Linked DNA regions of Sus scrofa: all the other regions are linked to region 4. Evidence: chromatin contacts called from public Hi-C and HiChIP or PLAC-seq data. All regions are on one chromosome and are shown on one strand. The core of a region is the stretch at or near the end of the contact, and the rest is flanking DNA. Distances in the headings are between cores, read along the strand shown. Region 1 has its middle 4.7 kb from the start of MLN. Region 2 holds the start of C7H6orf125. Region 3 holds the start of LOC100156231 (gametogenetin-binding protein 1-like). Region 4 holds the start of GRM4 (metabotropic glutamate receptor 4).

What was found. Hi-C and Micro-C count contacts between places; a contact is called where the count stands out from the background. HiChIP or PLAC-seq counts read pairs in DNA pulled down with a chosen protein or histone mark.
Region 1: a Hi-C map of skeletal muscle shows a contact between it and region 4, with 2.8 times the contacts expected there. The contact joins the enhancer-like site here to the promoter of GRM4 in region 4. A contact is called at or near these places in 1 of 5 promoter capture datasets (liver), 10 of 47 Hi-C or Micro-C datasets (embryonic fibroblasts, epiblast stem cells, fetal liver and 5 more) and 1 of 2 datasets of contacts at active chromatin or transcription factors (skeletal muscle).
Region 2: a contact with region 4 is called in a Hi-C map of embryonic fibroblasts, with 5 times the contacts expected there. The contact joins the promoter of C7H6orf125 here to the promoter of GRM4 in region 4. A contact is called at or near these places in 3 of 5 promoter capture datasets (fetal liver, fetal skeletal muscle and liver), 4 of 47 Hi-C or Micro-C datasets (blood, embryonic fibroblasts and mesenchymal stem cells) and 1 of 2 datasets of contacts at active chromatin or transcription factors (skeletal muscle).
Region 3: an H3K27ac HiChIP or PLAC-seq map of skeletal muscle shows a contact between it and region 4, with 9 times the contacts expected there. The contact joins the promoter of LOC100156231 here to the promoter of GRM4 in region 4. A contact is called at or near these places in 1 of 5 promoter capture datasets (fetal skeletal muscle), 13 of 47 Hi-C or Micro-C datasets (embryonic fibroblasts, fetal heart ventricle, fetal liver and 7 more) and 2 of 2 datasets of contacts at active chromatin or transcription factors (alveolar macrophages and skeletal muscle).

The regions. Positions count from the first base shown.
Region 1 is chr7:30,016,053-30,019,387 of Sscrofa11.1, forward strand. No RefSeq gene overlaps it. Among named protein-coding and RNA genes, the nearest start is that of MLN, 4.7 kb to the left of the region's middle. Within about 2 kb of position 1,324, at least 1 of the 83 cell types and tissues checked has an H3K27ac peak or open chromatin away from gene starts, as enhancers often do. A contact at or near this core is called in skeletal muscle, where this site is marked.
Region 2 is chr7:29,927,910-29,931,227 of Sscrofa11.1, forward strand. C7H6orf125 reads right to left here and starts at 1,893. Exons shown (of 4, transcript NM_001243451.1): 1 at 1,740-1,893. The coding sequence starts at 1,877.
Region 3 is chr7:29,814,739-29,818,277 of Sscrofa11.1, forward strand. LOC100156231 (gametogenetin-binding protein 1-like) reads left to right here and starts at 1,312. Exons shown (of 7, transcript XM_005665887.3): 1 at 1,312-2,264; 2 at 2,754-2,869; 3 at 3,295-3,389; 4 at 3,537-3,539. The coding sequence starts at 1,804. BAK1 (bcl-2 homologous antagonist/killer) reads right to left here and starts at 607. Exons shown (of 7, transcript XM_021098603.1): 1 at 204-607. LOC102162214 (a long non-coding RNA gene) reads left to right here. Exons shown (of 4, transcript XR_002345648.1): 4 at 1-738.
Region 4 is chr7:30,276,813-30,279,959 of Sscrofa11.1, forward strand. It overlaps GRM4 (metabotropic glutamate receptor 4), which reads right to left and starts at 1,767. Exons shown (of 12, transcript XM_021098606.1): 1 at 1,679-1,767.

The DNA.
Region 1 (3,335 bases), core at 74-2,573, 260 kb before region 4:
GCTGCGGTTTGGCATGGAAGGAAGGCAGTCAGAGTTTGCAGGGCGATTCCTTGTCACGCAGAGGGGCTGCAGGCTAATGGGGGGCCTGGGCGCCAGGTCTGCTATAGGGCCATGCGTGGGGCTGGAGCTGCAAGGATGAAGGGGCCTCTCCTTCAAGCAACTCTGGGCTGCAGACCTTGTGGGTTGGCCCTTTAGGAACTGGCGCCGCAGGAACATGCCTTCCCTCCCCCGCTGTCAGGTGCCTTGACCTGCATGTGTATCTTCCACTGTCACGGTTGGTGCTTCAGGATCGGAGACGGGGCCGGATAACAAGCTGGATAACGACTACTTTGTCTTCATCATGCGCACCGCCTCTCCCTCCAAATGCTCAATTAGCGGCTGTTTCTCCTGCTAGAAACTGGACAAAAATAAAAGGAAGGCATGACCTGATGTTCTCCATTGGCCAAATGGGAGTTTCCCCGGATGTGCAGTGGCTAAGGCGGAGCAGAGGCGTAAACACCTAACCAAGTCAGGGAAGGAAGCTGGCAAAACCCAGAGGAAATGACTCAAACGGCACGTGGGCACTTGTTTGCCCCATTCCCCCGTGTTGGGCAGAGGTACCAGCAGCTTCGCTCTCCTCTCCTCCTGACCTTGAAAATGCCGTTTGCTGGGTATGGACACAACATCTTCACTAATGGCCTGGAACAGGGAGGCAACGGCAAGTTAATTAAATTTGCCGATGGCGCTAAATTGGGCAGTGTGGCACACGTCAGGACAAACAGAGACCTGATGCGGGAGGTTAGACCTAGGGCTGCAAAGGGGCAGGTCAGCTGCTGGACCTGTGTCACCAAGGACTCGGGATGGAGGATGTGGTGGCAGGGAGGGGTGGCAGAGAAGGAGAGCTGCCACCCAGAGGCCCTGGGGGAGGCGAGGGGCTCCACCTCTGTCTTCCCTCAAAGAGGCAGAGGATGGCGTCTCGAGGGTGACAGGGTTCAGATGAGCAGACACAGCCGAGGGACTGGTGGGAGTGCCAAAGCTTAGGGCCTAAGAATGAAGAAGAAAAGCTTTCAAGAGGTCGGCTTGCCCAGAACGCTGGTAAGGATTACACGTGCGCTGCTCACCTCATGCCAGGGCCAAGGAGAGGCAAAGAAGCCGCTTCTCAGCGGCGGGGGACGTGGGGAGGGGCAGGGGTGGCTGTCACTTCCCCTTCAGGTCCAAGCCCTTGGTGTCTCTCTTGGAGCTGAAGGTGGGCAACTGGGCTCATGAGCAAAACTCCTAGCTGGTGACCGTGGCATTTAAAACTAGGGCAGGCAAAGCACCGGGAGATGTATTTTAGGCAACAACCGTGCCCTGGCCCTGGGGACACAGGCTTTGGTGACCTGTGGGGATATTTTTGTTCTTTCCCTGCTATGGCTCAGGGTCCTTTTCCAGAACTCACAAATGACTCGTTGAGAAATGATGCACAGCAGACACCACTGTACCCCAGGAACGCTTGGCAGAGAAATAGTGCCCGTGGCGAGGAAAACAGACATGCAGAGGGTCCACCCAGAATTAACTTCCAAAGTGTTGAGCTTCCTGTCGGGCTATTCCACTGGCTACCTGAGCCAACATTCCTGGGTCTCTGGTTTCCCGTGGCGTCCATTCCTCGCGCGCCAATAACCTGGACCCAGAGTGATCCGATAAAATGCTATCCTGTTCGGCTCAGCCTCAAGGACTATTGACAGTGTGCAGGCAACCTGGGGACTCAGCTGAGTTTCCCAATAGCATCCCGCCCTCCTCCTGTCAATACATCCCCAGGTGGTTAACAAACTCTTAGAAACGGCCCAGTCACCCCCCGCTTCTGGGCTGCCGTTCTATTTATGGGGTTTATCATGAAAGCTGCTGCTATAAAACTTCGAGGAGAAGAGGTCACATAACTTTTCTTCCAGGCACAGGAAGTGGGGGCTGATGTCACCGAAACTTGGCCTCTGTCCCCTGGTGCCGAACAGAAAGGGGGAGACAGAGTTTGGGGTGAAGGAGAAAAACATAGCTTTTATGGCTTTGCCAGGCAAAAGAAGCCACAGCAGCTAATGCCTGAAAGACTGTGCCTTCCATTGGGAAGAATTGCGGGGAGTTTTATAGTAAGAAGGAAAAAAACACAGGTTTTCAGGTAGGAGTCAGGATTGGGGCAGACATGCATTCTTCTTTCTTTGGGGGAATCTTAGTCATCAAAGCCGAGGTCAGGAAATCTCGGGCTGATGGTGATGGTGGGCTTCAGGGTTACTGCCTAGAAGAACAGTACTTGCAAAAAGGGCGTATTGATCCGAGATGAGAACAAACTAGCAAAGTTCCCGAAGAACATCATGTGCTAATGATTTTTAACCCACAGGCAATTGTGCTCAGGGTGCCTAATCTGTAGCTTACGGGTGATTGTGTTTACGGTGCAATGAAGCCAGGGAGAAGGACAAGGAAGGACTCTAAGCTGTCCAACTTGATTCATTTCTAAAAGAAGCATAAGGAATATAACTTTTCTCCGAGGTGTATAAGGTGCCTATATTATTATGTGTGTCTCCCTCGGATCCTGCCCCGAGGCTGCGCTATTGTCCTTGACGGCTCTTCCCTGGCTCTGCTTCCCCTCCCTTTCCTGATCAGCAACTGTCGGAACCTGCCTCTTGGAGCTCTGGGAAGGTCATGGAGGCTGAATGAGGCCCATTTCCTAAAAACGAGAAATGGGGGACACAGAAAGGCTTTTGTGCCCAGGAGCCCCACGGGGTCCTGCTGGGTTTCACTAAGAGCTGGGCCTGTGACCAGGATGGGGGTGGGATCTGTTCCTTCTGTGAATGGAGCTGGTGACACTGGGTATCCTTTTAATTGAATTTTAACTGTCTGTATTTTTATTTTCACGGAGATGACGGATGTGTGTGAAGAGAAAGCAGATGGTCTTGCCAGTGGTGCGTTCATCTTAAGGAAAGCTTGGCCTCCCGCAGCCCCAGAGGCTCCTTTCTCTTCAACTCCCGCCCCCCCAGCCCCTCTGGGGCAGGCGGCTCCCAGCACCCCTCTCCCTGGAGGGAGGGCGAGAGGAGCTAGAATAAGGCGCTGGGAAGAGCTGACACATTTGAATAGATGATTAGGGAAGTCTGGGGTTGGGAAATGTTGTGCTTTCTCATTTAAGAAGGAGAGGAGTCTTGGGAGAGGTTTCACGCCATGTGGCTGGGAGCCAAAGCCCTTTCAAGTGTCAGCCTCATCCAGGGCAGATTCAGGTAAAAGGCGCTGGCTGTCCCATCCTTTTCTCTTCCACTGCATCAGTGAACCTCCGTCGCTGACTTCCCCACATCTGCTGGGCTGACAGTTTTTGGCTTCGGGGGCCGCCAATGGCT
Region 2 (3,318 bases), core at 643-3,142, 350 kb before region 4:
ACTATATTCAAATGATTTTTGTCTCATGAGCCACCACCAATCATTTATGTAACCATCCATTCATTTACTGAGTGTCTTTTATGTGTGAGGAACTATGTGAGACACTATGGGGAGAAAGATAAAAATGGAACAACCTCTATTTTCAGGAAGCTCGCACCAGAAATACATAGGGAGCACAGCCCTAGAAGGCTTATGGGATTCACAGGATTGGGACTAGCTATGATTCTTGCCTGCAAAATCTTTATCCTTTGGGCCAGTGAAGAGCACTGTAAGAAGTGTGAGGCCTCAGTGTGGTGTCACACACCCCCACACCCTCCCCAGCCCTAGTCAGACACTCCATCCATCCCAACACCCACCCAGTGCTTGTCCCCATGATGCCACTGGGCATGTTCTTGCTCTACTAGGTGGGCTGGCTTGGCTCCGTGTAGCTAAGTTGCAAAAGACCATGTTCCTACTTTGACAGCTGTGGCCAAATTTTGCAAAAGTCACTTCCTCAGACTGTGTATGTGTGTATATGCTATCTCATAGGCCTGACCTCTCACCCGAGCCCCAGGCTCAAATATCCTACTGTCTACTTGACATTTCCACTCAGAGGTAACAGCACTCTGCATCTCAAGTTCAACACGTCTAACACCAAACACAAGATGTTCTTCCCACATCCCACCTGTTCCTCATCTAGTCTTTCTCATCTCAGTTAATGGCACCACCTTCCACCCAGATGCTCAGGCCAAAACAATCTAGGTGTGACCCTTGGTTCACCTTTCCTTCTATCCTGCATCCAATGTATCAGGGAAACCTGTGGCCGCAACCTTCCACGGCAACCTCAATCCAGCCACTTCCCTCTCCTGGGCTGCCTTCTGCATCCACACCACCATTTCTTGCCTGGGCTGCCAGAGTAACCTCTTCTCCAGCTGACTGCTTCTATTCTTGCCCCCCTATAATCCATTCACTACTACAACCAGAGTGATCTTTAAAAAAAGTAAATTAGGTCACATCGGCCCCGACTAAACCTTCCCAGCTCAATGGTCTTATGATAAAATCCACCTTCTAATCAGAGCCTGTCTTTAAGACCCTATCATGGAGTCTTAGGGTCTTTTACGAGGCAACTGAATATGACTAGCACCCATGAGGACGAAGGTTTGCTCCCTGGCCTCACTCAGTAGGTTAAGGATCCGGCGTTGCCATGAGCTGTGGTGGAGGTGGCAGACGCGGCTCGGACCTGGCGTTGCTGTGGCTGTGGTGTTGGCCAGCAGCTGTAGCTCTGATTCGACCCTTAGTCTGGGAACCTCCATATGCCACAGGTGCGGCCCTCAAAACACAAAAGCCGAAAAAAAAAAAACCACAAAAACGCAGGTCTACTCAAACGCAGGGGCCTGGGGTGAGGACAGGGCTTTGGCTATCGGTCACCACACAGCACTGTGAGGTACGGTAGTGTCAGGGGAGGAACAGACTGCCACAGGTACTGCGCCTAGAATCATGGAGAGCTTTTAAAAATACTGAGGCCAAGGCCTGCCCCACACTCTGATTCGAGTAGGTCGAACGACCCAGGTCTCCAGATTTTTAAAAGCGTCCTAGAACTCCGAGGGGTACGTTGTTAAGAGCACGGAGCCGTCCACGCGCACGTGTGGCCGAGGGAACGGCGCGCGCATGCGCCGGGCCCGCCACCGGCCCGCCCTGCCTTGTCCTGCCCCCCTACCCCCCACGCCTTCCCGCCGCAGGCGGTCCCCACACTGTGTCACCTGGGTGTTCTCTCCCTCCCGAAAGGCCTGCGCTACCCGCTGCCGCAGATAAGCGCCCAAGTCCCGGCCCCGTTTGGTCTCGTCCAGCGGCCATTCCTCACAGAGCCTGAGAAAACGCCGGTAGCGGCTGGCCGCCATCTTGGGCCCCGCGTGTCCCCGCCCCCGAGGGAGGAGTTGGCGCAGACGGAAGGCGTTTGCGCACTAAGGACCTCTGGCTTTCCGAGGAGCTGGCGCGGGAGGGAGGAGGGAAGAGGGAGGAGGGAGGGAGCATGCGCTCCTTCACCGCGCTCGCCGCATTCCGGGTGGGGGCGCTGCTCGCTTGCCCTGCGAGCCGAGCTAATTCAGTTCTTGTCCTTCTGGAACCAGCCGGTCTTCCAGGGGCAAGTCAGGCGTGGAGTACCCCCAGGGACGGCTTTGCTTCTCTTTTTCAATGAATGCACAAGCTCCAGACTAAAAATCCTCCTCTGAGACCTCTGCTGATTTGCATAAACGGATACATTTGCATGTAAATACAGGTTGTTATTCGATGAAGATATGTTTGAACTTAATATCCTAGCACACGTGGTTTGCAGCATCCCCCCCCCCGCCGCCGCCCGCGCCCCTTTCCCGAAGCCCCGGTACCTATCAGTACCACGATTGGTGCTCTGCCACAATTCCTTCTTTAGTGCTCCTCGCTCCTGTCCCTGTGTCCCCAGCCCCTGTTAGTATCACTTCTGAGCTCCCCCTCCCCAAGCCGTCCACTTGTCTGTTTGAGTTGATGCAGCCTGGAAAAAAACTTGTTTTACCAAGCTTGCTCTTATACAGTTCCAGCTGCATCCTGATTTTTCTTTTCTTAAACAAACAAACCCCAAAAACTCTACCTTCCGGATTTTCCTTGAGGAAAGCCTCATCCTCCTTTTGCGTCTTTACTGTCCTGTCTTTAGACAGGACCATCCCATGCACACAGCGCTTGGCTTCCCCCAGATCTCTTCCTTCTCTCCACCCGTCTACTTTGTATGTTTCCAGGAGACTCCTGCCCTGAGTCAGGGAGTGAATTCAGAACCAAATACAATGTTAGAAGTGACAAGGGCTTTAATGGAAGTGTTAAAGAATACTAGGCGTTTGGAGAAAGAAATAGTCCTTCTAGCTGTTGAGATTGGGGGAATGGGGAAGATCAGGGATTGCTTCTGAAGGAGATGGCATTTGTGCTGGGCCTTGAGGATGGTTAAGCTTTGAAAGTGGGCTTGGGAGAGGGACTTTGAGCAGCAAGAGCCAGGCTTGGGGCACGACTGGGAGAGAGAGGAAGTGGGGGGACAGAGATCAGTGGGTGGTTTTAGCAGGGAATAGCTCTGAACTGTCTGAAGTCCTTAAGGGTAAAGACCTATGAATGGGAACACCTGGGGACACAGGGATGTGTGATGCCTGCTTGAGGGGAGTTGGGGGGTTGGAAAATGAGGCACTCAAGACCCCCTCCCACGGCATTCTCCACCCACCAGTACCTCTCCCTGTACCACTCTCACCATTTGCAGTATTTGTAATGTACACTGAATCTGTTTTACTTTAACCTTTGTATTCTGTTGCTTTTGCTGCAAGAATGTTG
Region 3 (3,539 bases), core at 62-2,561, 460 kb before region 4:
CTAGGGCCAGGGTGAGAGGGGAAGCTGCCTGAGGGGTGGCCAGAGGGAGCCCCGGGTGGATCAGGCCCCGAACAGGGCTCGGTGGAGTCCCGGGGGTTGGGGGGAGCCTGAGGCCTTCCCCCCCCAGCCCCCTGCCTCCCTCACCTACCCCCGGCCCGGAGCTCCCAGGCGTGGGGAGCACAGGCGGGACCCTCCCGGCTTACCTGCCCAGACCCTGGCCCAGGCCTGGGTTGGCTCAGCAGGGCGGAGGCCGGTGATCCCAGTGGCCAGTGGCCACTCCCAGGGTAAGGTACCCAGGCTCGGCCTCCAGAGACGGGCGCCAGTGAGTTCCTGGTGTCAGGATGCAGCCTGGGCTGGTCCCAGCGCGGCCTTCGGGACCCGCGAGGCTTTGGCGATCATAGAGGTGCCGGCGGCTCCCGCTCCAATCAGCTCCCTCTAGAGGAAGTTGCTCTGCGGCCGCCGGATGCAGCCGCTGAAGCCTGCAGCACGGGGCTGGGGCTGGGCTCAGGGCGGAGAGCGCGGCTCCCACCCCTGCCGAGTGTCCCCACCCACGGCTTTTCCCACCCGGGTTCCCTGTCCTCCTCCTTGATCTTGCCCCACTTCTGTCCGTCGGTATCAGCAAGAAAGCCAGGCTGGTGAGGTTTGTGAAGCCCTGCTGTGTGCTGGGCACTTTATTTTTTTATTTTTTTTTATTTTTTTTTCGTCTTTTTGCTATTTCTTGGGCCGCTCCCACGGCATATGGAGGTTCCCAGGCTAGGGGTCCAATCGGAGCTGTAGCCACTGGCCTAGGACAGAGCCACAGCAACACGGGATCCAAGCCGCGTCTGCAACCTACACCACAGGTCACGGCAATGCCGGATCCTTAACCTACTGAGCAAGGGCAGGGATCAAACCCACAACCTCATGGTTCCTAGTCGGATTCGTTAACCACTGCGCCACGACGGGAACTCCAGTGCTGGGCACTTTAAACCATCCTCACTGAACAGTCTCAACCACCCTTGGAAGTAGGTGCGGTGACCACATCCATTTTACAGATGAACGAACTGGGACTCGGCTGCTTTAAGGAACCTCCGCCAAGGTCACTGAGCGGGGTTTATAATCAGACATGTAAGTGCCATGGGCATAATAAGATGAAATTGAGATTCCACGGAGTTCCCATTGTGGCTCAGCAGGTTAAGAACCCGACTAGTATCCATGAGTATGTGGGTTTGATCCCTGGCCTTGCTCAGTGGGCTAAGGATCCTGCATTGCTGGGGCTGTGGCATAGGCCAGCAGCTGCAGCTCCGATTCAACCCCTAGCCTGGGAACCTCCATGTGCCACAGGTACGGCCCTAAAAAAAAAAAAAAAAAAAAAAAAAAGATTGAAGTTCCACGTACAGTTGAGGCCTGTGTACCAAGCTCCTCGATGGCTGCAGAGGTAGAAACCCTGCAGGTGATAGGCAGGTAGACGTGGACATGCAGAGGGCCGATGAGACTGGTTGTGAAGGGAGGGGTGGGAGGACACACACTCCCACCCTCCTGGACCAGCAGCCACAGCCAGAGGAGGACAGGCTGTGGGGAGAGCTGTGTGCCCCATTCTCAGAGTTGGGGTCCCCACCTCTGCGTCTCCTGGAGCCTCGCCAACCCCCACCCTCGGGGTGCTGCATTGACACCCCCACCCCCACCCCCGGGCACACTCTGCCCCCACCCCCAACCCGCCTTCGCCTTCTAGAACTCTGGGAAGTTTCCAACCCCCTCTGTTCTTAAGCAGTTGGTCCCAGTAGCTGCTGCGGCCCTTCCCTCTTGAGTCAGGTCCCCTTCAGGATGGAGGCCCCAGCCCCAACCCCTCGGGCCCATAATCTGGGCCGCTCGTCCATGTTCCGCCTTTTCCGTAGCCTGGTGGGGGGCAAGGGCAGCCCAGAGAGCTCAGACCAGGCCCTGGTGGGGGGTCAGCCGTGCCCCTTGCAAGAGCAGGACGCCACCCCCCTGATGACTGGCTGTCACGGAGCAGCGGGGCAGAAGGAATCCTGGCCACCTGCCTCGCTGCCCTGTACCCTCGCTGTGGCCCTGCCACGAACTAGTCCCTCGGGGCTGGAGCTAGGGGATGCGGGGGCCCAGACCCCCACCCCTGTGCAGGTCCTGAGGGTGGTGGCCCGGGGTGTAGAAGTAAGGTCAGATCCACGCAGAGGAGGCCAGGAGGCGCTGGGCAGCCTGTCTGAGATGGACGAAAGGGAAGAGGAGGAGGTGGCAGGCGCGGCCTTGGGGGACACGGGGACCTCAGACAGGTGAGAGGTGGGCTCTGGGCAGCAGGGACCTGGGAGCCTCCTGGAAGGCAGAAGGGAGGGTGTGGGCCTGAGCTGGGAGGGTCCGAATGGGAGAAGGACTGGAGAGGTGGGGGTGGGGAAGCAGACTGGGTCCTCCACCAGTGAGGGCTTGGGGATGGAGGTCCCCAAAGGACAGGAGGACAGGCCGGGCCCTGGGAAGGGTGTGTGTAGGGTGAGCAGGGTCCCAGTGCTCCCCAGCTCCTTTATGGGCCCCCTTCCCTGTCTCCCCTCCCCCTTCTTCTGGTTTCCAAGTTCACTTGGACTTGGCGCCCCTCCCTTTACTTTGGGGGAGCATCGTCATCTCTCTGATGGACCCCAGAGGGCTGTGCAGGAGGGGGGAGTAGGCTAAGTGGGGCCTGTGGGAGAACCTTGGGGTGGGGGGTTAGGGGGGCTTCCACCGCATCTCTGGGCTGCACCTGCCACTTCCACCTGACTGTGCTTTGGGATCAGGGGCCGCTTTGCCCAAGCCTTGGAGGTGGATCAAGGATGCCTGCAGAGGGCTGCGGGGCCACTGGAGGTCAGCCCCAAGGCCTTGGCCAGAGAGGAGGAGGAGTGTCTGCTTGACGGTGAGTGTGGCGGCCACAGGCAGGGGAGGTACCAGACATGGACAGAATTGACTCCTCTGGGCACAGGGCCCAGAAGGGCAGGAGCAATCTGAGGGAAGGCCAGAGGAAGGCGGCCTGGGTCTGAGTCCCAGCGCCACTAGGCCAAGCTGTGTGATGGCAGCAAGTCGCTCAGCTTTTCTGTGCCTCAGTTTCCTCATCTGTAAAATGGGACTAGAACTGCTTATTTCAGCAGGCAGCTGCAAGGATCAAATGAGAAGTTCTCTGAGAAGCGCCCAGAACTGTGCCTGGCACACAGCAGGTGTTTGCTTAAGAAAATAGGGAAACCACACCCTCAGCTCAGCCCTCCTCATCCCTCTGTGACCTGGGCCAGGCCTGGGCTGCCTCTCACTTCTGTCCACGTGTCAGTGACCACCACCCCTCCACAGGAGAACTCAGGCTGGCCTCCTCGAAGGTGGGGGCAACGCCATGGAGCCGCCTCCTCAGCTTGTACAAGCAGCTTCAGAAGTCAGCCATGACCAAGGTCTGTGCAGCTGGCTAGGGTGGGGGTGGGGGACCTTCTGAGAGCTGCCATCCTGCCTGCTTTCTGTTTAAGGTCAGGGTGGGGGTGGGGGTGGAGCTGGACTTGGGGACCCCCTCCTCACCTGCTCAGCCCCTGGCACACCCTCAGTTT
Region 4 (3,147 bases), core at 517-3,016:
CCACCCCCAGAGGTTCCCCACCCCTGCCCAAGAGCAGGACGGTAAGGGCTAGAAAGACCCGAAAAGACCCTCCAAGAAGTGGTCCTCTGGTGGGCCAGGGAGAGGGGCTCCCACCCTCCTCTCCACAGCAGCCAGGGCCTGCCCAGGGGGCAACCACACTCAAGAGCCTCCAGACTCCTCTGTGGGAATTCTCTCTGCCACGCCAGGAAAGCTCCTGCAGCTCCTCACCTTTGCCTGGAAGTTCTCGCACCACTGAGGCCTGCGAGGAGCAGGGGGTGCTCACCCAGGGCCTGAGGCCCAGCATCCCCTGTGGATCCAGGGCAAGAGGGGGCCCACCCAGGGGATGTCCTGGCGATAGGGCCATGGGAATGAGAACATTGCTCACTTCCACAGAGAGCTGGCCAGGAAGGGGGCTGTCCTGCAGACTGTGGGAAGGGGGCACCCAGGATGGAGATTCTTACAGCGTTGGCCGGTGCCAGCCCTGAGCCCCCATTTCACCCCAGCACGAGGGGGAAGGGCTATGGCTGAACACAAACACACACAACCCTCCCTCCACCAGCATCGAGGGCTTCCTGCCAGACTGACCGAGGGGCAGACAGTCCGACCACCGCTCCAACAGACACGTGGCTTGGGGCACCCCGTGAAGCAAGCCCAGCTCCGCCTGGCACAGCAGCTTCCTCCCGCGCCGGGAGCAGGGCCGGTGAGCCGAGTGGGGAGAGAAGCAAGGAGCCTCCTCCAGAAAGGACCTGAAGTCTGAAGGCGAGGGTGTCACTCGCGGCCTGGGGGAGGGGGCGCTCGTACGCTCGGGCCTCCGGACTCCCTGCCACCGCCACCGCCGCCCCATTTCAGCACAAACAGCCTCAGACCGCCCCGGTGCGGGGGCGCCGCTCGCAGTCAGGGCCTCCACCTCCCGGCCCCGCCCCCGCGCGGGGAGGGGGCGCTTCCAGCTCCTGGGAGCCGGGGAAGCCCGACCCCGGAGTCCGGGGACACCCCCCCAAAACACACACACACACACACACACAAACACACACACGCACACCCGCCCCGCGGCCGCCTAGAGGTTCATCAGGGTCCCAGAAGCACCTGACCCTGAAGTCCCGGAGCTACCGGGAGACCCCAGAACCTGGGGTGCCGTCCCAACCCGCCTCCGCCCAGAGCAAGCGGCCTCGGGCTCCCAACGCGGGGAGCCGGACGCCGCGCGGGTGCCGGGAAAGGAGCAGAGGCGAGAGAGGCTGCCGCTGCCCTCCCGCCGGGAGACCGCAGGGAACCCGGGCAAAGAACTGCCCGCGCCCCCGCCCGCCCCGCTCTCCGCAGAAGGGGCGCCCTGACGCCGCCGCCGCCCCTACCTGAGCGCGGGCTCGAGCCCCCTATCCGGTGGAAGCCGACCCGACCCCAGGCACAGAGACACTCTCCCCCAAGCCCGCAAAAGAGTCGCTGCCCTACTCCGTTCTCGGGGCGCCGGCAGAGCCCGGCCCGGCCCCGAGGGGAGACCCTCCAGCCCGGGTCCCGCGCCCTCCAGCCGGGAGGGCTCCGGTCCGCCGACCTTCCTCCGGGCAGCTCCGAGCGCGGGAGCTCGGCAGAAGCCACCTCCCAGAGCCCCGGAGCGCCCGCCGCAGCCCGCGCCCCAGAGGCCGGAGGGCACGGTCCCCCTGCCCGTTCCCCGCGGGCCACAACTCACCGCGCGCAGGCGAGGGGTCGGTGGTGTGGGAGGCGGCGGCCGGAGGCTTGCTTCTCGCGGTGGCCCGAGCCCAGGCCCGGGCGCGAGGCGCTGACGCTGCGGACCGAGCCCGGCGCGGAGCCGCCCGGAGTCCGGGACGCAGCGGGGACGAGCTGGCGGCCGCCTGGCCGGAGCCGCCGCCAAGCGCGCGGCGGTCGGGCTGCTGCTCCGGGGACAGCGAGCCAGGGAGCGGCGGCCAGCCCTGCTTCCACCGCCGCAGAGCCCGGCGTCCCAGCGCTCCAGGGCGCGGGGTCCGGCCGAGGGCTCGCAGCTGGGAAGGGAGTGGAGCGGGAGCCGAGCAGCGAGCGCAGCCGGCCGAGAGGCGGGCGCCCGGAGGCGCCGCGGCAGCCGCTCGGCAGCAGGAAAAAATGAGAGCGAGCGAGAGAGCGCGCTGGAGAGCGAGCGAGAGAGGGAGCGCGAGACGGGCAGAGCGAGCGAGGAAGACGCCGGGAGGGGAGGCTGCGGGAGGGGGCGGGAGCCCCGAGCACGAGGGGGCGAGGGGACCGCAGCCGCTCAGCCCCGGCGCCCGCTGCTGCTGCCGCACTCGAGAAAGCGCGAGCCTGGCCGCCAAGTTTGCGCCGCAAGTGCGGCCGAGCGCGCGATTTCCGCCGGCCTTTTAAAGAGAGAGCCTCTGGGAGCCCAGCCAGTCCCCGCACCTCCACCGCGGAGCCTGGGGCTCCCAAGGCGACCCGCCACCCCTCCGCTCCCCTCCCACCGCGCCCCGCCGGCGCCCTCTTCCCGAAGCCCGCTTCACCCCACCCCCCACCCCCGGGGCCTGTGGGGGCTCCTAGACCCCAGGACTTGGCAGGGACCCCCTCCTGACCCCTAAAGGGCAAAGGTCAGGCAACAGAGCCCCTTTAACACTCCCTGAGAAGTACAGCAAACACCCTGATGCCAAAGGGTCCCATTCCTCCCACCCCCACTGCATCCTCCCCACCCCTTGGGGTACTAGGACCCCAACCTGAGGCCAGCTTCCCACACATCTGCACCAGGCACGTGGCGTGTGCCCCCATGTGGCATGTTCATGTGCACACCCCAATGCTCCTGCTTTGAGGTTATGACTCAGGAGGGGGGTTCCGTCTGCCCCTGGTCACCCAGCCTGTCAGGGACCCCTGAGACCTCTGCACCCCAGAACTCTGTCAGGCCTGGGGACCTCCACCCCACGGCCCACAGCCCACTGGTCTCCCTCCAAGTCTCCTCTACAAAGTAACAGGTGGCCTGGCTGGGGGGCGGGAGCAAGCCTGGGGAAGAAGCCCTCAGCAAGGGAGAAGCTGGGGCCCCAGCCCTCTTCGGAGGTGGAGGGGCTGTGAAAAATCCCAGGAGAGGGCTAGCCTTAGAGACAGGCAGGGGAGGCAGAGAGGGAGGGAGCCTTGCAGCCCTCTTAGGATTGCAAGAGCATCTCTTCCCAGACTGCAGAAGCGGCTTCAATT